Linked DNA regions of Mus musculus: regions 1 and 2 are each linked to region 3. Evidence: chromatin contacts called from public HiCAR-type and promoter capture Hi-C data. All regions are on one chromosome and are shown on one strand. The core of a region is the stretch at or near the end of the contact, and the rest is flanking DNA. Distances in the headings are between cores, read along the strand shown.

Region 1 (3,979 bases), core at 28-2,527, 1.1 Mb before region 3:
ATGTGGAGGTACCTCAAAAAGCTAGACATAGGACTATCATGTGATCAAGCCAGAACATTTCCTGAGAATATTCTCAACAGACTCTATATTCTACTGTAGATTTATTTACTCATTCATGTTTATTGCTTCTCTGTTCACAATCACCAGGAAATGAAAAGGTTTAAAATGTCCCATCACCTGATAAATGTGTAATGATACATGGAAGATTATTCAACCATAAAGAAAAATCAAACTACAAAATTATCAGTTCGGTGCATTTCTCAGCCCTCATCAGGGAAGCTTCTTTTTATAGTATAAGGTGATTAATACAAAGACCCACGGCTTGTCAAAATCTAGGGAGTAAGAGACTGTGGTATGATCAGCTTTAAAAGGGCATCTGTGTCACATTCTTGATCATAAGGCTCAGGAAGCATTGTAGAAGAGGCATCTTAAGCACCAGAGGTAGTGGACATCTACTGCAAAACCTTCTTTGCCAGACAAGACAGCGCTGTTGTACACGTGAGCTCACAGCAGCTGTGGCTGTAAACACAAGACCTGAGCAAGATCCAGCCAGCCAAAATCTCGCCACGGTCAGGGCGGGAGCTCATGAAGTCTCACCCATGGCCGAGGAGCTATTGGCAATTTATGGCTGCTAGCCGGTGAGAGCATCAGTTTTCTTCAGGGATTCAGATTCTAAGATGCTATCCATATTCCATTAGATAGTTCAACACCTATGAACACACAGACAACACTACGTGACTCAGTAGGGAGGAGGAGGAGGAGGAGGAGGAGGAGGAGGAGGAGGAGGAGGAGGAGAAGCAATGAAGAAGCATGAACTTGAGAGGGAAAAGTGACAGTGGGGAATGGGAGGAATTTGTTGGCAAAAATGAGTGAGGTCTGATCACAATGCATCATGTGCATGTATAAAAGTTTTAAGCGGTTACTTAAGTGAGTTAGAAAACTTGCCATTGTACATGGTAACATGTGCAAATTGAGATGTAGGTACGAGCATTGTTTTATGTAGTTTATCAACAAACATAGAAGTAATTAAGACAGGAAAAAAGTCATGGGGAATAAATACTGAATTTATGAGAAGCTTGTGGGTTTTGTCCATTTGATTTGGTTAACAACGTTACTAAATAAGATTATGGCCCACATAGTTCAAAGAAGCAAAAGAAAATTAAAGACCAGACAAAAAAAAGAGGGGGTAAAGTACAAAATGTGTTTAATTTGTAACTTATCCCATTTCAAACCGGAAAAAGGAAATGTCTTTAGAAATACTGCAAGGCAATGTGACTAATAACTGCCTGCAGGTGTCAGACCCAGTAGATCCTTCTGGGGTGCTGGCAAGACACTGGACAAGGACGAAGGCTGTGAAGCTCACAGCTGAAAGCAGGGGGTGCTTCAGCCTGTCATTAATGATTAATAATTGGAGTCATGGAGTGACACAGAATACTGAGTGGTCTGGTAAGAGGTAAGAGAAGCCTGTCCAGAGGAAACACAGGAAGGCCTACCTCAGTCACTAAGTTGGTAAGTCACTTACTTTCATTGGGTAGCCAAAGATCTGCACTGTCCTTGAATACCAGCTGAGGGTTGCTATACATCCCTCCTCCAACTTCAAATGTTCTCCTGCTGACAAAATAAAAACATGTTCATACAATGTAAAAACCTATGTCTACAAAGGCAATGGGGAAGCAAGAGTGAGGAAGACGGAAAAATGGAGGGAGAGGCAAAGGGAAGGGGGAAGGGGGAGAGAAGGGGAAGAAGATAACGGAGGATGGAGAAAGAGAGGGAGAAGGGAGGGGAAAAGAGGGTCCAAGAGGGAGGGGAAAAGGAGGAACATACAGAGACAGCGGGTAAGGAGAGGGAGGAGAAGAAAGAGAGGGAGAGGAGAGACTGGAAACTGAAGAGTTTGTGCTAGATCACCATAGGAATTGGTGGAGACAATAGCAGCTGTGGAGACAGATCCAAGAAACACATACTATAAAGGAATGTTTTTAAAACTTTTACGTAGTCACATAAAATCATGTATGTGTGTAGAAGTGACTTGTCCAGAGAATCAAGGGAGGTAGATCTACCATACCCAACAGAACTTGTTATTTAAAAAAAAAAATTGAATGAGAGAGACAGAGACAGAGACAGACAGAGACAGAGAGAAACAGACAGAGAGAGAATGGTAAGGGGAAAGTCAAAGTGTCTCATGAACAAACATCAGTTCTTTTGCTAATGAGCTCAATGGCCTAGGAGAAGAGAGTCAGTGAGTTTTCTGAGGTCCATGGCCCTGCCTGGGTCCTGAGTCTACAGCAGTGGTTGTAACTACTCTTGTTAGTCTGACAGCTGCTGGGGACATGAAGAACAGTGTGAGCATTGTGAAAACCACTCTAGATAAAATGGTGTTAGCAATCACTTCTTTGCCTGTTACATCATCAATACAAAAAGCACACAGCTCTTACCTTACAGCAAACATGACATTATACTGGAGCCATATTTGAGAGACCATGGTCTGGGAACAGAGATTTAGGTTATGCCAGATGTTCATGTCCCAATATGGAAGCCGTCTCATGAATTTTATAGTTTTATAGAATGACAAAAGTCATAAATCAAGGCAAGTTTAAAATACACTAGAGTCTACATAGAGAGGCAGACACAGCAAGATGGGGAAGTTTTTCTAAGGCCTCAGATGCTACCTGATAAAATTCTTAGACTTTGAATAGGTACAAGCTAGTAGTATCAGTATCAGAATCAGAATCTAGCAGTAACAGTAGCAGTAGCAGTTGTTAGCAATAGCCGTCATCATCGTAATCCTCTTTAAAAATCAATAGATTTCAAAAGGTTATTTATCAGTCATGGAATGTTAGTCCTGACACTAAGTAGAGGTGGGCAAGAAATGGTTGTTGAAGTGGCTAAGTCTATCCGAAATTAAGATAACTGGCCTCTGAACTTATACTATTTCATCCTTTCCACACTATTACAGTTCTAACCAGTGAACCAGACGTTGTAGACTCAGGGGCCTTCCAGGAACTCTCACAGACATTGCGAAGATGTATGCCCTGTCCCACAGAAAGTATTGATCTTTTCCTTAGTCAGCTATGCTTCAGCCATGTGACTACCACAATTTTCTGAAGAAGTGCAGCCTTTCATAATCAAATTCATTCATTGCCCAGATTCTCATCCAGATAAGTTAGGAGACAGAACTATAGCGTAAGAGAAAATAAGGTTACTCTTATGCAAGAATACTGGATTAAGAAAACCAATGAGGTGATATGAACCTTAACCAAATTAAAATGTCTGAGAGGGGACTGGAGAGATGGCTCAGTAATAGAGTGCTTACTGTAGAATGTAAAGACCTTAGTTAACTTTCCAGCACCCACGATGAAAGCTGGGTTCTGTGGCATTTGTTCCTGTAGCAAAGTAGATCAATATGAACCTGTACTGGAACTGGGGAGAGCCTAGCTCCCAAGCCAGAGCTCTTCAAGCATTCTGTAGTGACTCTGATAAATCCAGTGATAAGTAGTTCCAGGCCTTAGCGGCAGGATGCCTATTATATTGAAGTAGGAGATAGTAGCCAGCTGCACCCCACCTTGCTCCCCAGGTAGATGGAATGAGCCTGGTTTTGGCTGCTTGGTACTGACTCTTCAAAGGTCCTCAAATGCATTTTCTTTTAACTAACACCTATGGATTATATATTGTCCTGTTAGACCACAGATCATCTAGCTTGTGCATTCTCTCTCTCTCTCTCTCTCTCTCTCTCTCTCTCAGAAATCAGGCCATACACTCCTCTAGGTCTTTAGGACGAAGAGTTGATAAGAAAATATGCTGCACTGTGCTGTGGCCTTCAGTCCCCCTCTTATTTACAGCTGTGATCAAATCCAGCCCTGCCCCCTACCCCTAACTGACAACATTGAGTTACACTAAGCTTGCCTTCCTGACTTCTGGTCCATATGCCAAGGCAAACTAGATCATGTAGTGTGGGACTTGTTCACCAACTTGAAAGCCCCCT
Region 2 (4,039 bases), core at 455-2,954, 1.2 Mb before region 3:
GCGGCGGGCCAGTTGGATGTCCTTGGGCATGATGGTGACACGCTTGGCGTGGATGGCGCACAGGTTGGTGTCCTCAAACAGACCCACAAGGTAGGCCTCACAGGCCTCCTGCAGAGCCATGACGGCCGAGCTCTGGAAGCGCAGGTCGGTCTTGAAGTCCTGCGCGATCTCGCGCACCAGGCGCTGGAACGGCAGCTTGCGGATCAGCAGCTCGGTCGACTTCTGGTAGCGCCGGATCTCGCGCAGCGCCACGGTGCCGGGACGGTAGCGGTGAGGCTTCTTCACGCCGCCGGTGGCCGGGGCGCTCTTGCGGGCGGCTTTGGTGGCTAGCTGCTTGCGCGGGGCCTTGCCGCCGGTGGACTTGCGAGCGGTCTGCTTAGTACGAGCCATAGCAAAAACTAGAAAGCAAGCTGGTGAGCACTTGGAGATGGTGAGTTCAGAACTACTATTTATAGTATGCAAAGGATAGTGATTGGATGAAAATACTGGTTATCTGTGACGTTTAAGACTCTGATTGGTTTATGTTTAAGAACTGCAGTTGAGGCTAAGGTAGTCTGCCGCGGTACTTATTTTTGTATGTGTGTGTTTTAAAGTAAATGGAATAAAATTCCAGTGACTGTTATCTTCTACAGCACATCTGCTTCCAAACACATTGCAGCTTGGACTTAGTGGCATTGAAGAATAGAGAACAATCTTGTTATCTTCATTATTGAAATGTAACAATGTGACTTCTACATTGAAGGAGAGTAGGCCAGATTCTACCTTTTGATTGGTTTACTGCCTTTCGTAAATAGCCACTAAAACAGCAGATTTAGAACTCTTCATTTGCGTGGAAAGTCTCCATTTTGTTGCAACCCACACTGTAAAGAAATGGAGAGAAACATGGGAGTAAAAGTACAGACGTCTGACTCGGGTTATTCTGAGCATTTCTTCATTAAATGGCTGTACTTGTATGGATGCTTTGAGTTCTTGCATTTGGAGCTTGAATTTTCAAAATACTTTCACGCATTTTTGGCCAGATATCACTGATACGTTCGAAAACAATTTTTTAACTATAAACTATAGAAATCGTCATACCATGTTAGGATTGCACTTTTAAATTCTTTAAAAAAAAAAATGGGCAAGACTTTCCCAGAGCTATTGTGTACTTGCATATCCTGGGAAAAGTCGTGTCCTGCCTTTTCTCTTTTTATTTGAGCCACTACTGGCTCACAATATGAAATCACTGTCGCAAGCTGACACTCCTTAAAAGAACACTAAGCCTCTTGCATAACTAAAATATAAAGTAACGATACATTGCTCCCATTACTGCCAAGAATCAATACTGAAACCCGCAGAGAAGGCCCACAAGCTGGCTTTCTGGGTTTTAATTGACTAATTTACAGCCACCTTTCACTAGTTGAGCTCCTTTTTGATAGGCATCTACCACTTTCTGATGATAAAACAGGAGAGTACAAGGAGAATCTGCTGTGGTTGAAATTCCACCTCAAGCAGCCAGCCGGAGAAGTTTTGAGGCCGCCTCCTCTACCTGCAAAAACACGAAGCTAGGTCGGTGGAATCGCAAAGGAGTTAGTTTCTGAAATCTTGCAGGCAGACAGGCGCACGGGAGGCGGGGCCTTAGGGTCCAGGGGGCGGGCGTTAGCATTCACCAATCACAGCACAGCACTGCTCTATAAATACTCCGTGCAGGGGCCTTGTCTTTCTACTTCTTTTCTTCGTCTTGGGTATAGCTGTTGTTTATTCATCAGCAACCATGTCGGAGACGGCGCCAGTCGCTCAGGCTGCTTCTACTGCCACGGAGAAACCTGCTGCTGCAAAGAAGACCAAGAAGCCGGCAAAAGCTGCCGCTCCTCGGAAGAAGCCCGCGGGACCTTCGGTGTCGGAGCTCATCGTGCAGGCAGTTTCTTCTTCCAAAGAGCGCAGTGGCGTGTCCTTGGCCGCGCTCAAGAAGTCGCTGGCTGCGGCGGGATACGATGTGGAGAAGAACAACAGCCGCATCAAACTGGGGCTGAAAAGCCTGGTGAATAAAGGCACACTGGTGCAGACCAAGGGCACCGGCGCTGCTGGCTCTTTTAAGCTGAACAAGAAGGCTGAGTCCAAGGCCATCACCACCAAGGTGTCAGTGAAGGCGAAAGCATCCGGGGCTGCTAAGAAACCTAAGAAGACTGCTGGGGCTGCAGCTAAGAAGACTGTCAAGACTCCGAAGAAGCCCAAGAAGCCTGCAGTTTCCAAGAAGACTTCCAAGAGCCCCAAGAAGCCGAAGGTGGTGAAGGCCAAGAAGGTAGCCAAAAGCCCTGCCAAGGCGAAGGCAGTGAAGCCTAAGGCTTCCAAGGCGAAAGTGACAAAGCCAAAGACCCCAGCTAAGCCCAAGAAGGCAGCGCCCAAGAAAAAGTGAACAGTTGGAGGCTTCTTCTATAAATAACCCAACGGCTCTTTTCAGAGCCACCAACATAACTCAAAGAGCCTGACACTTGTTTCACACTATAACAACTGCATTTGGGTACAAGCCTGGTGGGATTTAGGCATTATTAATTTCCCCCAGTAAACTGACAATTTGGGTCAGTCTAGTTTCTAGTTTTATTTCCCTGAGATTCTGGGAAAACAGCCTTGTTAGCCCTGGGAGGCGCTACCCTCTCCAGGTGTGGTGGATAAGCTCTCTATGGTATGGTAGTGCAATGGCCTGGGTGCCTCAACCAGATAAGGTCCTATTTTGCCAATGAGGATGAGAACTCAGGTGCTTGATCAGTAAGAGTGGGCTGCAGCAAGGGTTCACATGCAATAGAGTTTTTTTTGTTTTGTTTTTTTAGGGGGGGGGGGGGGGCCCGAGACCGGTTTCTCAGTGTAGCCCTGACTGTCCTTGAACTCACTCTAGACCAGGCTGGCCTTGAACTAAGAAATCCGCCTGCCTCTGCAGTGCTGGAATTAAAGGCGAACGCCACCACGCCCGGCTGCAATAGAGTTTTTTTAATTCAAGCCCACCAAGACTGTTCCTTACAGGAATGCTAGGTGCTTGGAGGCTTGGTTTTGTGAGGAAGTGGTTATCTCCCATGTACTGCAATGTTCACAGGCAGCTCTTGAAGCCTTTATTGATTTTTGCTAAGTAGCCACTTTTGTCCCTGCATTGATCCTCCTTCCTCCAAAGAGCTAGAGTTAACGCCCCACACCGTGATTTGCTGGGCTCCCTTATTCTGAGCTCAGTTTTTAAATTATTGGGGGTGGGGGGATTGTCTGGAAGTTGAGGGGCAACTTGAAATTGGTTCTCTTCCACTACTTGAGTCCAGGAGACTAGTTAAAGTCATCAGGCTTGGCGGCAAGTTCCTCTTACTCTGAGTGTCTTCTGGCCCTGAATTTAACTTTGTTGTCCTCTTTCAACAAAAAATTAGAAAACCAAGTGTCTGAGGCATTGGCCTGTTATCTCAAGTACACAGGAGGCCAAAGTAGTTTGGATCCTGAATTCAGGCTAGTCTGGGCTATAGAGTCAGAGGCTGTCTTAAACAATTATTTGGTTGGTTGTGGGTGTTTTGTTTTGTTTTTTAAAAAAAAGTTGGGTATTGCTTGTTTTAATGTTTTTTTTTTTTTTTTTAGTTAACTTTTTTTTAGTATTTCACATAAAGTATTGTGCTCATCCATTTGTTAATATGATGCAACAAGTAGGATCTCATACTGCTAACTATAAAGTATATTTTGCATTTACTAAATGACATATTTATTCTAAGAACAGCTCAACTTCCAGAAGTGTCAGTTTCAGCTTCCCCTGCTTAGCGTGTGGGCTCATTCATTTTTATTGAGTCTGAAGGATGTAGAATAATGTCAGTTATTTTTAACTCAGATTTTATATTTGTTGGCTTTATGATTGTTGGCTATTTTAATATTCCTGGGAATAGATTGCTTGTATCATTTGTTTTTTTTCAAAGTGGTCTGTCTTTTTGTTCAATTCTAGGTTTTGTTTGTTTGTTTTAGATATGTTTATTTTTCTGTGTTAGCAGTTTTCCCACATCTCAGTATGTGTACTGTGTGCATGTCCTGGAAGTGTGGGCGC
Region 3 (4,437 bases), core at 822-3,321:
TGAAGCAGCTCCTTCCTCCCCAAGCTCTGTGACAGCTCCCTGCATCTCTTCTTAGTTCTTGGTCCACTCTAGGCCACAAGGGCCTCCTTGCTGTTCTGGAAGCCCAGTAGCCATGTTCCCGAGTTGCTCAGGATCTCCCCTTGCCTCTCTTCATCCTTATACCTAATATCCTCAGAAAGGCCAACCCTGATGTTATAGGAGAAAATGTGCCCCCTGCTAGAGGGAGGTGTTGAAGCCCCGAGTCACCTCATCAGTGCCTCAGAATGAGTCTTTAAAGAAGTGATTAAAGGCAGCTAGGCCTTCAGTCAACAACTGGCCCCAGAAGAAGGCCACGGTGATAGAACCACACAGACCAATTGGAGAAAAAGCATGATGTCTACAAGTTTGGGAGAAAGGCCTCAGATGAAACCAGGCCTGCCGCCATCTTGATCTCTGTTTTAGGGTTTCTATTGCTGCAACACAACATCATGGTCAAAAAGCAAGTTGGTGAGGAAAGGGTTTATTTGGCTTACACTTCGACAACACTGTTTATCAGGGAAGGAAGCCAGGACAGGAACTCAAACAGGGACAGAAACCTGGAGGCAGGAACCTGATGCAGAGGCCAATGAGGGGTGCTGTTTACCAATGGCTTGCTCAGACTGCTTTATTATAGAACCCAGGACCACTAGACAAGGGATGCCACCACTCACAACGGACTGGGCCCTCCTCCACTGATCACTAACTAAGAAAATGTCTTGTAGGCTTCCCTATAGTCCAGTCTTATGGAGGCTCCTTCCTCTCTGATGACCTTAGCTTATTCCAAGTTCACATAGAACTTAGCCAGCACAGCCTCTGACTTCTGGCCTCGGGAACTGCAGGAAGACACACTCCTGTCACTGTAAGCTGCCCAAATGGCCACCTTGGCCTCTCCTCTGACCTCTGGGCCTGCATGTGTCTTTTGCCCCCACATTATTCATCAGTTCCAGCACACTTCCTTGCTCTTTACAGCTTGCAGTTTGGATCTCCAAAACATCACGTAAGCTCTATAAGGGGCTGGATTTTCTTAAGATTCATTTATTTTATGCATATGAGCATTGGCTTGCATGCATGTATGTGTGCCTTCAGCAATCCCCTGGAACTGGAGTCCCAAACTGGTGAGAGTTGCCCCGGGAGCGCTGAGAACTGAACCCAGAAACTCTGCAAGAGCAGCAAGTACATCTCAAAAGGCGAACCGTTCTCCAGCCTCCCCCAACCTTTTTTCTGGACTCTGTATTCCAAGCACCTCCAGAAATACGTGGCACCCCCACGAAGGGTGGACCAATGTGAAGGCTCTAGTGCTTGTACCCTCATCAGGAGACAGCAGCAGGAAATGAAGGATAAAGAGACTATGATTTCATGGGGTTGGCTGCAGGGGTACTATCAAAAATAAAGGAGGAAGAATTTTTCTAAAATAATTTTCTGTCCTCACCATCTACCCTCCACTGTCCAGCCATCTCTGTTAGTAAGCGCATTTAGACCTAAAGTCAGAGAATGCCCCTAGACTTTTTCCCTCCTCTGAACGAAGCTCACATGTCCTTTCTCAGTGTCCTTGACACAGCTCCTACACATACAGCCCCAACATGCAACCTACATATACAGATACACATTCCCTACATACAGCTTTCACATACAGGGCTCTCTCTCATCTTCCTTCTACTCTCTCTCTCTCTCTCTCTCTCTCAGATAGGCTGGCTGACATAGCTCACTTTTATTATGCACACCTGTCGATACATGTAGGAAGGGGATCTGATAACCGTACGCATGCTCCAAACTAATTTATCTCTTTTTGTTGTTTGCTCTGGCTTTCCGTACTGTGTATCCCGAGGAACCGGTTTCACTTTGTTTCACTCTGTGGATCTCTGCTTCCTTCTAGGCCGGGATCCCGCACCTGCGGTGCTCTCACCTTGACCGAGACCCCTTTCCAGCTGTTGAAGGCATCGTAGGCGGCGCGCACAGCAGCGCGGGCCTCGGGTACCCCGCAGTCGGCCACGGTGCCCAGCTTGGCGCCGCTGGCCGGGTCGTACACCGGGAAGGTGGCGGGGGCTGGGAGCCAGCGGCCGCCCACGAAGCTGTCCCCGCGGAGTAGGTCGGCGTGGAGGCCCCCGGGGCCGCTGGCGTAGCTGCGCCGCGGGGTTCCTGCGGGCTCCGGGCGGAAGCGGCCGGGAGGCGGCAGCGCAGGACGCGCGGCCCAGAAGCTCCGCAGCAGAAAGCAGGTCGCCATGGCCCGGCAGTAGCGGCGACACCGGCAAGGGACAGGCAAGCGAGCTGCAGGATCTCAGGGGTCGCGGGAAAGCGGGAGCCCGGCGGCGGGGACGCGCGGGGTGGCGGGGACGCGCGGGGTGGCGGAGACACCGAGAGCGCCCTCTCTCTGAGCTGTTGAGATTGGAGCTGCGAGGAGACAGAGCTTGAACTGTGTTCCCCGCACGTTCTTCTCCAGGGCCTGCGAATGGAAAGACTCCCAGCAAGATGAATTCGTGCACATAACTCACCGTTCTCAATGTCGGATGCTCACCTGTCATTTCTTTAGGCCTTAATTGTGACGGGAGCACTTTCTGTTCCCCAGTTCCCCAGCCCCGGCAATATGCACTCCGTCTAAAGAAGGCACCAAAGGCCAAACTCGCGGTTTCATATGCTCGGGCTACTGAGCATTGGAACTGGGGATCACTGTTCAGTGAGGGGTGAAGTGTGGCTCAGTGATCGGTTCCTTGCATGCTTTTCTACATATCCCCTTCATGAATTCGGAGCACAGCGCTCCTGAGTACTGAGATTTGGGGCAACCGTTCAATTAGGGTCGAAGTGAGGCTTCCTCTTGCATGCTTTCTGTGTGTGTCCTCTGTTGGTCCTGAGCAGTGGTGCTCCCAAGCCACTGCCCTTTGCTTCGTGACGTAGCTGCTGTACATCAAGCAACTAACAGAGCTGAAGTTTAGTAACTGGAAACAATCATCCTAGAAGTAATAATAAGCCCGGTGTTGTGGCCAGCACTTGGGAGGCTCTCGGTAAGTTCAAGGCTGAGACCCTATTTTAAAAAAGAAATCAACAGGGGTGTGAGGATTGAACATAGCACTATCACCTTAAACAAAATCTTCATCCTCCTGCTGCATCTGGGCCCCAAACTCTGCAGAAGAAAGAAACCCTAAGTTTTAATTTGAATAAAAGAAACAGCAGGTTTGTGTTCAGAATACGTGGAGTCAAATGTTGTTGTTATTATTGAGAAAACATGTTATTATGTAGCCTAGGATGACCTACATCTCGCAGTCTTCCTTCCTAGAGTTCTGGAATTACAGGCGAGCACTACATGCCCCAGTTAGAATATTGTATTTGCAAAATGCCTTGGATGTTCTTTTAATTGTTGGCTTTGTCTTCTGCTGAGTCAGAGCCTCCCAGTCATGTGCCAGATACATCTGGCAGAAGTCTCAATAGCAGGATTTAATTGTGTGTACAGGTAGGTGTGCACACATATGTGCTGTGTGTGTTCACTACTTTGTCCTGTATTTTATTAAGGGAACTGGAGCGAGAAGCGGTCAAGATAAGGAGGGCCTCCGGTGGCTTTCTCAGCTATCGCAAGCTGGCCGGCCTGTATTCCTGCTGCCTGTAGGGGGCGCTCTACTCATAGACCATTCTATCTTCTCTGGACATTCCTTCAGATCTTGTCTTAATCACTGTAGACCCCAAACTTGAAATCGGCTTTGTGTCTCGGGATCCAATATAGAATTCACTGTCTCTCGTTATCTCTCTCTCTCTCTTCCTCCCCTTTTTTCTTTTATTTCTGTAAAGATTCATCTTGAAAAAAAAAAAAAACAGAAATAAAAGAAAAACATCTTGTTTGGTAACCAAAGCCAACGTCAAATTCACTATGCAGCCCAGGCTGGTCTTGAACTCAGGGAATCCACGGTATCAATCTGAGAGTATTCAAGCAAGTCACCGCTCCTGGCTTGAGAAACTTTGTAAAAGCTCTGCCTACTCTCCTTTTCAGCTGAGTTGCCCGCCTTGCATTTGCGCTCTAGGAGTAACACCGAAGTCTCGTAGCACTTTCACTGTTTGTTTCTTAGAAAGTGAGAAAAAAAAAACCCACAAAAATTCCCAAAAGCCTAAGCACACAATATTTAGGTTTAGTCTTACTGTTAATCTTCACAGCAACGCGGTAGTAAAATGCTTTTACTTACTTGTTGAAGGAAGGAGCTCACCAAGGCAATTGTCCCTATGGTCTGAGAAGTCCATTAAGTGGCACCCGAAACTTCCTACACTGATGCTTCTCCCCAGCAAGCCCCCGTTTGGAGTGGAAACAATTCCCTCCAGCCTCTTCCCCGTGACTCCCGGATCTTGGATGGGTGCTCACTAGGACCCACAGGAGAAACGCAGTCACGGGGGGCGGAGCCTCTTCTCCCCTTGGGTTCCTGGGTACCATGAGCTTCCAGTTCC

What was found. Promoter capture Hi-C pulls out the DNA fragments that hold promoters and counts their contacts. HiCAR-type assays count read pairs that join an accessible place to other places.
Region 1: a promoter capture Hi-C map of pre-B cells shows a contact between it and region 3, with 4 times the contacts expected there. The contact joins the promoter of Slc17a3 here to the promoter of 9330162012Rik in region 3. A contact is called at or near these places in 5 of 39 promoter capture datasets (the C10 cell line, frontonasal cranial neural crest, liver and 1 more), 1 of 15 datasets of contacts at CTCF or cohesin (large pre-B cells) and 1 of 9 other capture datasets (embryonic stem cells).
Region 2: a contact with region 3 is called in a HiCAR-type map of astrocytes, with 2.9 times the contacts expected there. The contact joins the promoter of H1f1 here to the promoter of 9330162012Rik in region 3. A contact is called at or near these places in 5 of 39 promoter capture datasets (cranial neural crest, liver, maxillary cranial neural crest and 1 more), 2 of 484 Hi-C or Micro-C datasets (B cells and pre-B cells) and 3 of 115 datasets of contacts at active chromatin or transcription factors (astrocytes, embryonic forebrain and embryonic stem cells).

The regions. Positions count from the first base shown.
Region 1 is chr13:23,838,157-23,842,135 of GRCm38.p6, forward strand. It overlaps Slc17a3 (solute carrier family 17 (sodium phosphate), member 3), which reads left to right and starts at 1,278. Exons shown (of 12, transcript NM_001164743.1): 1 at 1,278-1,509.
Region 2 is chr13:23,761,964-23,766,002 of GRCm38.p6, forward strand. H1f1 (H1.1 linker histone, cluster member) reads left to right here and starts at 1,705. Exons shown (of 1, transcript NM_030609.3): 1 at 1,705-2,449. The coding sequence starts at 1,754. The coding sequence ends at 2,395. H3c1 (H3 clustered histone 1) reads right to left here and starts at 423. Exons shown (of 1, transcript NM_013550.5): 1 at 1-423. The coding sequence starts at 390.
Region 3 is chr13:24,935,330-24,939,766 of GRCm38.p6, forward strand. It overlaps 9330162012Rik (cDNA RIKEN 9330162012 gene), which reads left to right and starts at 2,072. Exons shown (of 2, transcript NR_102323.1): 1 at 2,072-2,274; 2 at 2,456-3,720. It overlaps Aldh5a1 (aldhehyde dehydrogenase family 5, subfamily A1), which reads right to left and starts at 2,332. Exons shown (of 10, transcript NM_172532.3): 1 at 1,922-2,332. The coding sequence starts at 2,239. It also overlaps a transcript of Gpld1 not described here.